Linked DNA regions of Sus scrofa: region 1 is linked to region 2. Evidence: chromatin contacts called from public promoter capture Hi-C data. All regions are on one chromosome and are shown on one strand. Each heading gives the region's core, a stretch centred on a gene start, on an enhancer-like site or on the middle of the called end of the contact. The rest is flanking DNA. Distances are from core to core; before and after follow the strand shown.

Region 1 (6,447 bases), core at 2,085-4,584, 1.3 Mb before region 2:
TTTATTTTTTACCTTTAAAGCGTCTGGAAAACTTAAAAATGCCCTGCGTGGCTTGTACCGAATTTCTGTTGGAGAGTTCTGCTCTAGACCTGCTACTGCCAGTAACTGCAACCTCACATTCTCCATCTCAAGCATTCCACTCTCCAAACACCACCTCTCATCTTTCAAACTCACTCCTTCTATTACCCAATTCCAACAATTCTTCAACCCCAACAGGACCTACAATTCAATGATCCAACCACCTTTTCACTGTCCCCACTTCACTTCCTCCACACTTAAGAGTCCACGGTCTACCAGTACTCTCTCTCTCTCTCGCTCATACACCTCAAATCTCTTGCACCCCTCTCTCTTCCACGCATCCATGTATATAACATCAACCCAAATTAAATCTAATTCACCCAATTTGTGCCTGGACTTGTGCATCGTAATGTGGATGGAGAGAGACGACCAACCAGGAGAGCGACCAACCAACCAGCTGGTCTCACTTTAAAATCAGGATCACTTCACTCCAGGTGGGCCTTTCAGGATGCTCAACACTCTCTACTACATTTTGCTATTGTATTTTACTCTCTACTCCCTCATCATACCTTCAATGTCTCCTTCTTTCTCATTCTCAATAATGACTCCTCCTTTTTTTCTCTCTAGGGCGGCACCCGAAGCATATGGAAGTTCCCAGGCTAGGGGTCCAATCGGACTCTACACCACAGCCACAGCCATGGCCAGATCCGAGCCGGGGGTGCAACCTACACCACAGCTCATGGCAGCACTGGATCCTCAACCCACTGAAAGAGACCAGGGATCGAACCCACATCCTCATGGATACCAGTTGGGTTCTTGATCCGCTAAGCAGGGAACTCCTCTCGACAGAGATCCTGCTTCCTCCTTTCTTGACAAAACAATTAGAGGTGAACGAACGTCTACCAGCTCTTGCCATTATCCACCTGCCCACTATTGCTTTTGTGCCCACATACTTTGTCTTCCCTTCTACTGCTACAGATGAGGTGCCTGTGGTCCCAGGTACAGCCAGGTCCTCTGACCACCGAAGGCCTGGTTAAGCCCTTCTCCCCTCTCCCTCCCATGCTATTTATTTTTCTCTTCTTACTGGCACATTTCTATTAGCAGAAAACTAGGTTCCAACTTCCTCCATCTTATCCCAACAATTCTCCCTGACCCCATCTTCCCCTTCCATATATACCTTTTCTTTAAGCGTCTTTCCTTTTAGAGGCGTTTTACTCTCTGTCTCCATCTCTCTTTTCTTTTTAACTCACTCAAATCAGGCTTTCATCCCACCTGTCAAGGCCAGCAGTGACCTCCATATTTCTAAGTCCAATGGTTACTTCTCAGTCTTCATTTTACCTGACTTACCAGCAGCATCTGATGCAGCTGATCACTCCCCCCAACCACCCCCATGTGCTTCTAGGGTACCACACTGGCCATTTCCATCCTACCTCACTGGTTGGACCTTCTGTCTCTTTAGCTGGTTTCCCATCCCAAGAATGTAATGCACCAAGGCTCAGTATTTGGGTCACTTTTCTATTCTCAGCTCCTGGTGCTCTTACCCAATCTCATAGTTTTATATACTATCACGCGTTGATGAAGAGCAAATAGTTGTCCCTAAACCACTCGGATAAGCATGACAATGTGCAACATGCTCAAAACTGAGCTTTTGAAAACTTCCTGCACACCCTATTCTTGCCAGAGTCTCTCTGACTCAGGAAATCCCAATCACAGCTTTATCTTTGCTAAAGCCCCAAACCTGCAATCCCCCTCATGCTTCTCTTCACTCTCCATACCCGTGTGTCAGCAAATCCTCCTGGCTTTGTGTGACCTCAGCACCAGCACTGCCACTACCCTGGTCCAAGCCGCTGTCTTTCCCAAGAATCATTGTCACAGCTTCTGAACTTTTTTCTCAGCTCTGTTCTTCAGACTCTTCTCGACACAGCAACCAAACGTCAGTCAAATCACATCTTCCATCTTCATAAAATGTGATGCCAGCCTCATATTTCCCTTGAAATAAAAGCCAAAGACCTTAAAATGGACTGTATGGCCCTCCATCCTCTGGTCCTTTATCATAACCCTAACATCTCCTACAGCTTTCTTCCCTCCTTTATTTTGCTCCAGTCACTCTGGCCTCTGCATCTTTACACTTACTTTGCCTTCCACTCTTCGCCCACATATCTCTAAGCCTCATTCCCTTATCTCCTTCAGACCTTTGCTCCCACGTCTCCTACCCAGTAAAGTCCTCCTTCCCCAACCACTTCATTTAAAATGCACATGAGAACGCACATTCTGGCCTGCTCCACTTTTTATTTCTCCATTGCACTTAACATTACTTGCAAACACTTTGTTTTGTTTTTGGCTTTGCCTGTGGCATATGAAAGTTCCCAGGCCAGGGATCTAACCCAACATCAGATCCTTAACCTCTAGGCCACCAGGAAACTCCAATACTTTGTGTTTTAAATTTATTAAACAAATTATGAACCGAGTTCCTACCCTGTGCCAGACATTGTCCTCCCTGCTAATACAGATGAAAATAAAATAGATAAAAATCCATATCTTTTGAGGCTTACATCACAGTGGGGGGAAGAGAGATAACAGACGTGGTAAATAAAATGTACATGAGAGTGACAATGCTAAAGGGGAAAAAAACAGAAGAGGGAAGGAGATCTTTGTCTCTCTCCTGTAGCACAGAAGTTTCTTGAGGATAAAGATTTGTCTATTGTTCATGCTGCGTCTTCTGTGACCACAGTGCCCAGCACACAGGAGGTAATTCAATTCATATTTTCTGAATGAGATACAAGGCAGCTATTCTGTTCTTGGACACACTGTCTACTTTTTAAGAACAACATACCAACTAAGAACACTGTATCAGCCAGGCTACGATTCAATGGATAAATGGCGCTAATCTTTGCGAGCATGTCTTCCAATGCTTTACGCCGTTCAAAAGTATTTTATCTTTGCAGTTACCGCTTGCATTGGTTCAAAAAAGGGTTCAGTATGTGTGCATTGATGGAGTGCTTTTTTTACTCCCAGCCAAGTCGACCAAAGATCACTGTAATAGGCAAGGGCCATCAACGTACCGGTGAAACCTGTGACGCTAGAGGTTCAGGTCTGCGGGAAGCAAAGGCGGGGAGCGTTATGCCGGGACCGTGCAAGCTCCCAGAACAAGGCAGTGGCACTAACCTCTCCGCCGGAAAAGAAGAGGGACCCGCCAAGGGTGCAAATTTCCGCGACCCCGCCGCAGCCAAGTGTCGCGAGGCAACAGCCAGTATCAACCCGGACCTCCCGCCCCTCCCAGCGCCAGGCAGTGCGCAGGCGCACAGAACTCCAGACGCCGCCGAGCGTAAGGCGCTGGCTCCACGTGACCACAGGACCACGTGACCCCGTGCCACCGTGACCTTTTCCGCTCCCGAGTCCCTGAGACCTCCCGGTCCCTGCTTGCTTCCGCCTTCCGCCCGCTTCCTTATTCCGCTTCTCACGTCGCCCTCAGCTGTCCCCGCCTTCGCCCCCGGAAGATCTCCGCGTCCTCAAGCTGGCCATTGTTTGTCTCTGCTATGGGCACCAAATAAAGTTTTTTCATTCAAAAGCATTTTTTAACCCGCCTCCCTCCTCACCTCAGCTCCTCCCTCGCGCCGGCACCTCCTGCTTTCCTGCGTCTGGTGAAACCCGAGAGTTGGCGCGGGGAACGCGGATGGTGATGGCGGGGCCTCCGAAGTCTCTCTCGGGACAGGACGTAGGGTTCGTGTCGCTTTCCTCGCTCACTCCTCTTCCTCCTCCCCGCTTTTGCGGAAAGCTGGGCCCCATCGGGAGCCGTCGGGCCCCAGCGGGGAAGCGGCGCTGTGCGGTAGGCGCCTGCTCCCCGCCGCCCGCGAGTTCCATCGCACCGTAGGTCCTGCTTTGCGGCGGCGGCGGCTGGGTTTCTAAGGACTCGCGTGGAGGCGAGGGCAGGGCGGCCGCTCGCTGGGCTCCAGGCTCGGATAGGCTTTGTAACTTCTTCCTTGCAGTGATTCGTGATTTCTTCCCTGCCTGCACCGGCACGGACTGCGAACCCTGACTGAAGATCTCCGTTTACCCCGGCGTCTCTGCAGTGATGGTTCGCGGGTTTTTAGCCTTATATTAATTTGTATCAAACAGTTATGTTTTTAAAGCGGTTCGAACTGTGGTTTTTTTTGTTTTTTGTTTTTTTAACTCCCGCATGATTGTCTTGAGAGTGTATGCCCGCTTTTAGAATGTTGCAGCGGCTGGTTTTAATTATATTTTATTTAGTTAATGAACCTACTTTGCAGGGGGTTAAAGTTCTCTACAAAAGCTGGGGGGGGTCCTCAGATCGCTGATCAGATTAATTCATAATCCCACTAAAAAATTACTGTACCTTCTTGCCTTTTAGGCTTCATGTTATAGATTCCATTAAAAATATATCTATCTGTATAAATTGAAAGGCCTAATTTATATTTGAGATATGTCCTTACGGCAAAGTATTGCAAAACCCAAGAACACTTAGAAGAAATTGTACCGGCAGTAGAGGGAGGTGAGAGAGGCACCAGTGTCCCATGATTTAAGCATGTGCTCAGCTTCAGGGTCGTGCAAATATAGGGGTTGTGTGTGTCTAAATACTGAGCCCGGGCGCTCTGCCTTCACTCTAGTGCTGACCTGAGACCTTAGCCTTAGAGATGCAAGCCTCTGGAGACATTTAGTAGGTGGAAAAATAGTAATACTTTCCAAATAAGTAAACCTCAGAGGACTAGCACTTCTTTTTCTATCTGCTGCCTTGGGAAATTCAAGTGTCATTGATTTAGTATTCTTTCTCTTCTTCCAAGGAATTAGTAGTAATTCTTAAAAGTTAAATTCTGATCAGAGCAGTTAACTCTGCATATTAAAATCTACTCGCTGTAAAACACCACAGAATCAGGAAGCATTTTTGCAATTTTCTTTGTTTTATATTTAACATTTGAGGAAGTCTTTTAAAGAAATACTCAAGGTATAATCCTATTTTTTAAAATTTGCAATAAGGTATTTGAGTTTTTAAGAAGATCCCGCATTAAAGTAGGAGATTTGGGCAGCAGTATTTCAACTTACTTTGTTTTTACTTTGCCTCTGGTGATCTGAAGATATAAATGACCTGATCAGCTAAGTTTTGTGCTTTTGATTTAAAAACTGCACAGAATTTCATCACTTACTGAAGTCTTTTTTCTAACTCATTCATGTATTTCCTTAAACTAATTATGATAAAGTGATAATCGTTAAATCTTTTTGGGGGGCTGACATCGTATAGTTTTTTAAATTGAAGTGAAGTTGTCAGTGTTGTATTAATTTCAAGTGTGATAATCTGTACATCTTGATTTTTGTATGTTTAAAATCAGGAATATCTTTAGTTTTTAATTCAAGTATACCCAAGTCATCTCCAGCTTTCTTCATTCTTTGACACTTCTACAAAAATCTCTAATTGGAATTCCATCCTGGCTCAGTGACAACGAATCTGACCAGCATCCGTGAGGACTCAGGTTCCATCCCTGGCCTCACTCAGTGGGTTAAGGATCTGGCGTTACCATGAGCTATGGTGTAGGTCGTAGACACAGCTCGGATCTGGCGTGGCTGTGGTGTAGGCTGGCAGCTATAGCTCCAATTCGAGCCCTAGCCTGGGAACTTCCATAGGGCTGCAGGTGTGGCCCTAGAAAGACAAAAAAGAAAAGAAAATCAAATTTTCCAGTTGGGAGAGGAAGATGATAATATGCCTTAATTTTATTTAGGGTAGAAGAGGATGGAAGGAGTTATTGGGCAGATAGAGAAGACAGCAAGAAAACCTTTGGAAAGAATTAAATTTGACTAAGAATATAACACAAGAGAGAAGCAGGCTCATAAATGTCTTTCATTCTTTATGTTTTTCTAGCACAGTAGAGTCTTTCAGGCAGTCTTACATCCATTGCCTCATCTTTCTAAGAAGTCACTTAGTAAGTAATAGACCTGGGAGAAAAGTCTGGATAATTCTTTTTCTGTCTCTCTCTCTCTCTCTCTGGTTTTGTGTGGTTTTTTTTTTTGCTTTTTAGGGCCACTCCTGTGACATATGGAAGTTCCCGGGCTAGGGGTCAAATAGGAGCTATAGCTGCCAGTTTATGAGATCCACTTAGAACATTGCTTACTGCTGTGCTGGATGCTTAACCCACGGAGCAAGCCCAGGGATTGAACCCGCGTTTTCATACTAGTTGGATTCATTTCCACTGCACCACAGGGAGATCTCTTCTTTTTCTGTCTTATCACATTGTTAAACTAGTTTCTGATTAAGGAAAATAAAAGGAATACAATGAGAGAAGAACGATTAAACAGATTCTGAGAGTCTGGGATTTGAGGCACAAAGAGTTTTATGATACACCAGAAAGGCTTTCAGATTTTCCTACTTTTTGCTATGAGAGTCAAGCAGTGCTGGTTTACCTTGCACAGTTGTATGAAAAG
Region 2 (6,044 bases), core at 1,883-4,382:
CAGCTGTGGTGAACTGATTGTAGGAAGGTAGAAGTGGAAGCAGGGAGGCTAGTTAGAAGTACCTACTGGGAGTTCCTGCTGTGGTGCAGTGGCTTAAGAATTCAACTGCAGTGGCTCAGGTCACTGCAGAGGTGTGGGTTTGATCCTTGGCCCAGTGCAGTGAGTTAAGGATCCCGAGCTGCCATAGCTATGGCTCAGATTCAGTCCTTGGGCTGGGAACTTTCATATGCTGTGGGTGCAACTATAAAAAATAGAATAAAGAAGTACTTATCACAAGAGTCCTAAGTGTTGGATACCTGAGACTAGGATGACTGCGATGGAAATGAAGATAATTGGATAGATCTGAGATCTTTTTAGAAGGGTAAAGTCAACAGAGCTTGGTGATATACTCTATTCGATATGGATGCTGGAGGAAATTGGGAGTAAAAACCACCCTGGGGTATTGAGCACACAAGGTTAAAAAAAAAAACAGAACAAAACTGGGCAAGTTAATTCTTAAAGCCTGTTTCCTCATTTAAGAAAATAAAACTGGACTAAACACAAGGCAGAGTCCTTATCACAAATAGTTTAATAAATACATTTCACCATATTATTTCCAAGTCAAACACCTTCATATTCTCTATATTGCAAATCATGAACATTTTAAAAGCAGCAAACTACATTCTACATTCTATACTTTTCCTAGGAATCATACCCAACGTCAAATGAAAATCTTGCGCAGTCTTCTGGCTAGAACATTCAATTAGCCTCTTCCATTTTCTCTAAAATGGAGACATTAATATCTACCTCATGGTAAAGGTTCAAACTGCATTTTTTTAAACCAACTCACAGTCCATTATGAAAATGTAGTATTATAGTTAACTGCACAAAGTTTGACCTTTTATAATTTATCTTTAGAGCTATTCATTGCTAAATAATTAAGTTCTACAATCTCCAATAACTGTAAGATAACCAGCATGTGCCCAAAGTTAGGTATGGCTATTCCTTAAGAATGTAAGAGAGCCCTAAGGCTTGGCCGCCATAAACTGCAAATCAGCCATAATTCCTAAGAGAAAATTTTAGAAAAGTCTACTTTCAGAAGTATTTGAATGCATTAAATATTTTTTTCCATTTCTTCAAATTTGTAAACAGGGGGGGAAAAATCCATGGGACAGCAACATTCTCTTGAGAGGAAAGGTAGTAGAGAACTAGAATTAAACAATCAAAAAAATCCCTTCTGAATGCCACCAGGCTTCAGAATTTTACAGACTTATGAACAGACTTCTAGAAATAGACTTAATCTGTTAAAAATTATTTTTCTTTCTTGAGGCTTCCAGATCCTTTTTCTGAAGAAAGGGGCATCTTTCAGTGATTACTAAATACCCAATATCAAGTGGCTAATTTCTAAAATTCTTTGGTAATTTCTGAGGTAAAATGAATGCATTTGGATCTCTTTCAGAGATAGCAACAAAGAGGATAAAACTAAGTTTATTTGAGTGCCTTCCTTTCCAAGAGTTGAGATAAAAGATTAGCAGTTCAGGAGCACAGGAAAAGAATAACTAATCCTTCAACTCTCAGATCTTCCCAAATTCTTCAAAATCGCCTAAATTTGGACAAACTCACGTTTTTGTATTAAAAAAATGCATTTTTTTCCTCTCTTTTTGACTCCAGGCCTTGAGACTGAGTCATCGGGTAAAACGGAAAAAGGAGAAATTGAACGTTTTTGTTTGGAGGTCCCAACGGAGCCTGGCCCGATGAGGGGGGTCCCTCCATTTGGCGGGAGTAGGTTGGGGGAGACCCTGGAAATCCTGAGGGGTTGGAGGGGTGGCCCTCAGGGCGCGGGCCCTGCGGAGGAGGCGGGAGGTAACAGCGAGCACGATCTCCCGCGCCCGCCAGGAAGACTGAGGTGGCGAAAACCCGGGGGAACCGCCTTCGGACCTGGGGGTGCGGGGCAGACGCGGGAAAGGGGCGCAGCAAGCGGGGGTCGGGCGCCAGGCCTGACCCTGGGGGCCGCCGGCTCGCGGGCCCTGTCAGAGCCTTAGCCCCGCGGTGGGGTGGGGGAGGGGAGAGGGGGCGCATTTGGCGCCCAGGACCGCGGGGTGGAGGTAGGTGGCCCTGCCCAGGGAGAAAGGGCAGCCAGGGAGGCCCCCACCCGCACCTCCCCGGGACTTGGCGCCCAAGGTCGGCGTGCACCGCGGGCCCCAGGCCTCCTCCATCCCGCCTCGGCACATCTGCTTCCCCGCCCGGGACCTTAGCCTTCTTCCTCGTCCCGGGACCCACCGTCGCCACCTGTCCGGAGCCCGGCGAGGGGCTGCATGGCCGGACTCGGGAGGGAGTCAGGTCCGGGTCGCGTGGTTCCCTAGTCTCCCCACCACCGGGCACCCCTCCTTAAAACCAAGCCCCGTTCGCGCCCTCTCCTCTCACCCACCGTCCGAGGGGCGAGGGCGCCCGGCAGCTGTCAGGGCGCTGTAGCTGCAGCGGCAGGAACCGGAGGGCGGCCGTGGGGAACAGCTGCAGGGGCGCCGGCTCATGCCAGTGCAAGTGGGACCTGCCTCAGGTGAGAAGGAGCTGCTACCACTGCGGAGGAGTAGGCGGTCCGCTTCACAGGGCTCTAGCTTCTAAAAGGCGCCAGCTGGTACTTTTAAAATCTTTGAATTTGGTGCCCAAATCCGCAGGGCCCAATGGGGAGCGCCGCTCACACGCGCGCTCCAATGGGAGGAGGGTGGGAGGGGATCCCTTCACCCACGCCCAATTGGAGGGAGCCGAGGCGGGGCCGGGTCGCGAGGCCCAACCTCCTTCCTTCCAGCCGGCCCCGAGCGTCCGGAAAGATGCTGCGGCTGGGGGCGGGGCCGGGGCGGGGCCTCGGAGCGCGGGGTAGGCCTCCCGCGGCCTGCACGTGGAGGTAGCCTACCACGCATGCGCGCTCCCGCCAACCTCCCCTCTGCAGTCTGGTGCACCGGCCTCCTGTGGGTCCGAATTTCATCCTGAAGGCAGCTGCGGCTTCTGTCTGAGGATCTACGATGGGTACAAAGGATAGCCGACTTCCTCTGGTCATCTCACGAGCAGGCGTTTGGTGAGCGGCGACTCCGGTCGTCCGGGAATGCAGACTTTCCGGAAGACGAGCCCTCCCCCCAGCCCTACTTAGCCCGCCTCTCTAGGATTTAGGCGCGCTCCTCTCTCCCTCCTAGTTTCGCCCCTCCCCCTGCTCGGTGCTTTTGCGCAGGCGCTTTTGGCGGGCGGCGGCTGTGGAGTTGGCGGGTCGGCGCTTGCGCGCTGGGGTACCCCGCGGTTCTCTCCTGGGGAACCCAAGGTGTGGGGCCGCGTACCTCCAGGTGCGGTGGGCTGTCTCACCCGCCTGTTGGCGGGAGATCTGAACCTGGGTCTCCCTGGAGCCTTCCGGTGGGCGTGAGGCTAGGACAGAGTTACTTTTTTCATGTAAGCGTATTTATTTGTTTCCAGCCACAGTTCCCCAGCTACCATTATTTTGTTACGGACGTTAAGCTTATTAAATTTATATCTCCAGTACTCTCTTGGGTTTCATTGCTTTTCCTCAAGGGCCGAGCGCCAGAATGAAGGAGTCAATCAATCCATCAGTCATCCTGCCTTGGGAGTTCTAATTCCCACACCCAGGGGCCACAAACTCCTGGCCATGATTGTCTAGTGATGGGGTGAAGGATGAAAGTATTAATTATTAAGTCTTCGATGACAAGTTGTATCATATTTTTGTCATGCTATACTTTCATTGTGCGCTTAAGTGATGGCAGTGCAATCTCGACCTACCTTTGGGTCACAACGCAGTGAAGTCACAGGATGTAAGTCCGAATTCCCGTCTTTTGCAGTTTTCCCTCTTTCGCTTTTCTTCAGCCTTAGGGAGAGTTAATACTTGGCTTGTGGTATGTGAAGCAGGTCTGGGAACCAGATGAATCATGCCAGTGCTGAGTGGATCCTGTCTTTATGTGAAGCTTTTTTTTTTATTTTTTAGATTGTTTCATTAAATTAGTATTTTTCTTGATGGTTTAAATTTTTGGCATCCCTTTAAATTTTGCACCTGAGTCATTTGTCTCTCACTGGAGCCTGGTCCTCGTGCTAGGTTTGGACTTACAGAATTGAAAGGACAAAGTCTTGACTTTTGGGGGGTTTACATTCTAATGGGAAAGAAATTGGCAATTAATTCATTTCATTAAATTAAAGAGGCATATAAAACAATTTAAAAGGGTAGAGAATAGGTATAAGGGGCTTGGTTAAGGACTTTGGGTGGGTGGTCAGAAAGGTTTCTGAGGCTTTGGGCTAAGATCAGAATGTTGAGCTGGTAATGCAGAGACACGAATGTCCTTGGCTTGTTCCAAGGCTGGAAGGAAGTCTAGAGCCTATGGATCGAAAGACTGTAGGAGCTGAGGTCACAGAGGTAGAGGCCAGATCCTGCAGGACTTAAGTTGGTTTACATGTAGAGTTTAGTTTCTTTTCTAGCAGTCCGTAACTGTTGGAGGGATTTTAGCTAGGGAGTGATTTGTTGAATGAATATTAAAACTATGGTTGCTTTTCTATCTACTAGGCACTTTGTAAATGTTAGCCTTTAATTCTCATAATAAACTTAGCATTTGCATTTTTTGATGGTGCTTAAAAGTTTAAATGCATTCCCACAGAAGCACACAGATAGTAAGCAAAAATTCCAACTCCAATCTTTGGGATAAATCCATGTAGTTTCCTTTATGTTATACTGAGAAGTAATAATTGTGGGAAGCCCACTTGTTTATAGTTTTTATAACTTCCCCATTTGACTTTAGAGCTCATCTTTATTCACCTCTTTTATTTTTAGATGTAGAAAAATATATGAAATTGGAGGGTTGGGGAGGTTCTTTTTAAGTTAGTTGAGCACCTATACGATAACCTTTGAATCTTGACCACAGCTTAAAAGGTGTTCATCAGCAGTTATATTTTAAATTTATTTTCAGAAAAGGGCTAAGATATTGGAAAAACTAAAATTACTATTGTAGTATAAGGTAATATAAAGAGCGAAGCATGTTTTATTCTATGTTGGAATAGTTAGTCTTTTTCTTTAGGTTTTTTGTGGGAGGGGGTTGCTCTTTTTGAGAGCCACACCCACGACATGTGGAGGGTCCCAGGCTAGGGGTCTAATCGGAGCTGTTGCTGCTGACCTGCACCACAGCCACAGCAATGCAAGATCCAAGCCGAGTCTTTGACCTACACCACAGCTCATGGCAATGCAGGATCCTTAACCCACTGAGTGAGGCCAGGGATCAAACCTGAAGCCTCATGGTTCCTAGTCGGATTCGTTTCCCCTGCGCCACAACGGGAACTCCTTCTTTAGGTTTTTTAAGTTACTTAATATTTATTTTAATTGCTAGAGCTTGGATTATGTTGAAATATTATTCTTAACTGATAATTAACTTGTTGACTAGGTTCAGGAGCACATGTTAGTTTCATTTTTAGTGAGAAATTGAGAAAGGGCCATTCCCTGTTTTGCTAGAAGTCAGCAGATGCGAATGCCTCTTTCTGCGATCGGTAACAGAATTGTTGAATTTTTAGGTGCTAAATAAGTGCAGAGAGAATTGCCCTTATTCTTTCAGCAAATCCTTATTGCAGGCCTGTAGCGTGCAAGACATTGTGGAGTGTCTGGAAATAACTGGGATGTGGTACCTGCCCCTACTCTCTGGGCCTGCCCCATGATGGACATAGCAGATGCTCAGTAAGAAAAACCTCTGAATAAAAACATCATGAGTACAGGGGGGAGGTGATAAGATGTACAAAACATAGATATAATGGAACACTGGAGTCAAATACATCTAGTTACAGTGGTAATTTAGATAGAACAGAGGAGTTACTTCTGTATGCCAAGATACAGGACAGAGTTTCTCCACCTTGGCACTATTGACATTTTGGGCCAGATAATTCTTTGTTATGGGGCTATTCTGTGCACTGCACTGTGTTTAGCAGCAACCTTAGGCTCTAATTCCCCCTCCAAGTTGTGATAAGTGTCTCCAAATACAGCCAAATGTCCCTTGGGGAGCATGTTTGCCTCTGAATGAACCACTGCTCTTGGGGAT

Evidence for each region. Promoter capture Hi-C pulls out the DNA fragments that hold promoters and counts their contacts.
Region 1: a contact with region 2 is called in a promoter capture Hi-C map of fetal skeletal muscle, with 4 times the contacts expected there. The contact joins the promoter of RMND1 here to the promoter of FBXO5 in region 2. A contact is called at or near these places in 2 of 5 promoter capture datasets (fetal liver and fetal skeletal muscle) and 3 of 47 Hi-C or Micro-C datasets (heart right ventricle, liver and skeletal muscle).

The regions. Positions count from the first base shown.
Region 1 is chr1:14,792,519-14,798,965 of Sscrofa11.1, reverse strand. It overlaps RMND1 (required for meiotic nuclear division protein 1 homolog), which reads right to left and starts at 3,334. Exons shown (of 13, transcript XM_005659141.3): 1 at 3,184-3,334; 2 at 1,794-2,007. ARMT1 reads left to right here and starts at 3,643. Exons shown (of 5, transcript NM_001243637.1): 1 at 3,643-3,738. The coding sequence starts at 3,692.
Region 2 is chr1:13,464,049-13,470,092 of Sscrofa11.1, reverse strand. FBXO5 (F-box only protein 5) reads right to left here and starts at 3,132. Exons shown (of 5, transcript XM_003121138.4): 1 at 2,408-3,132. The coding sequence starts at 2,510.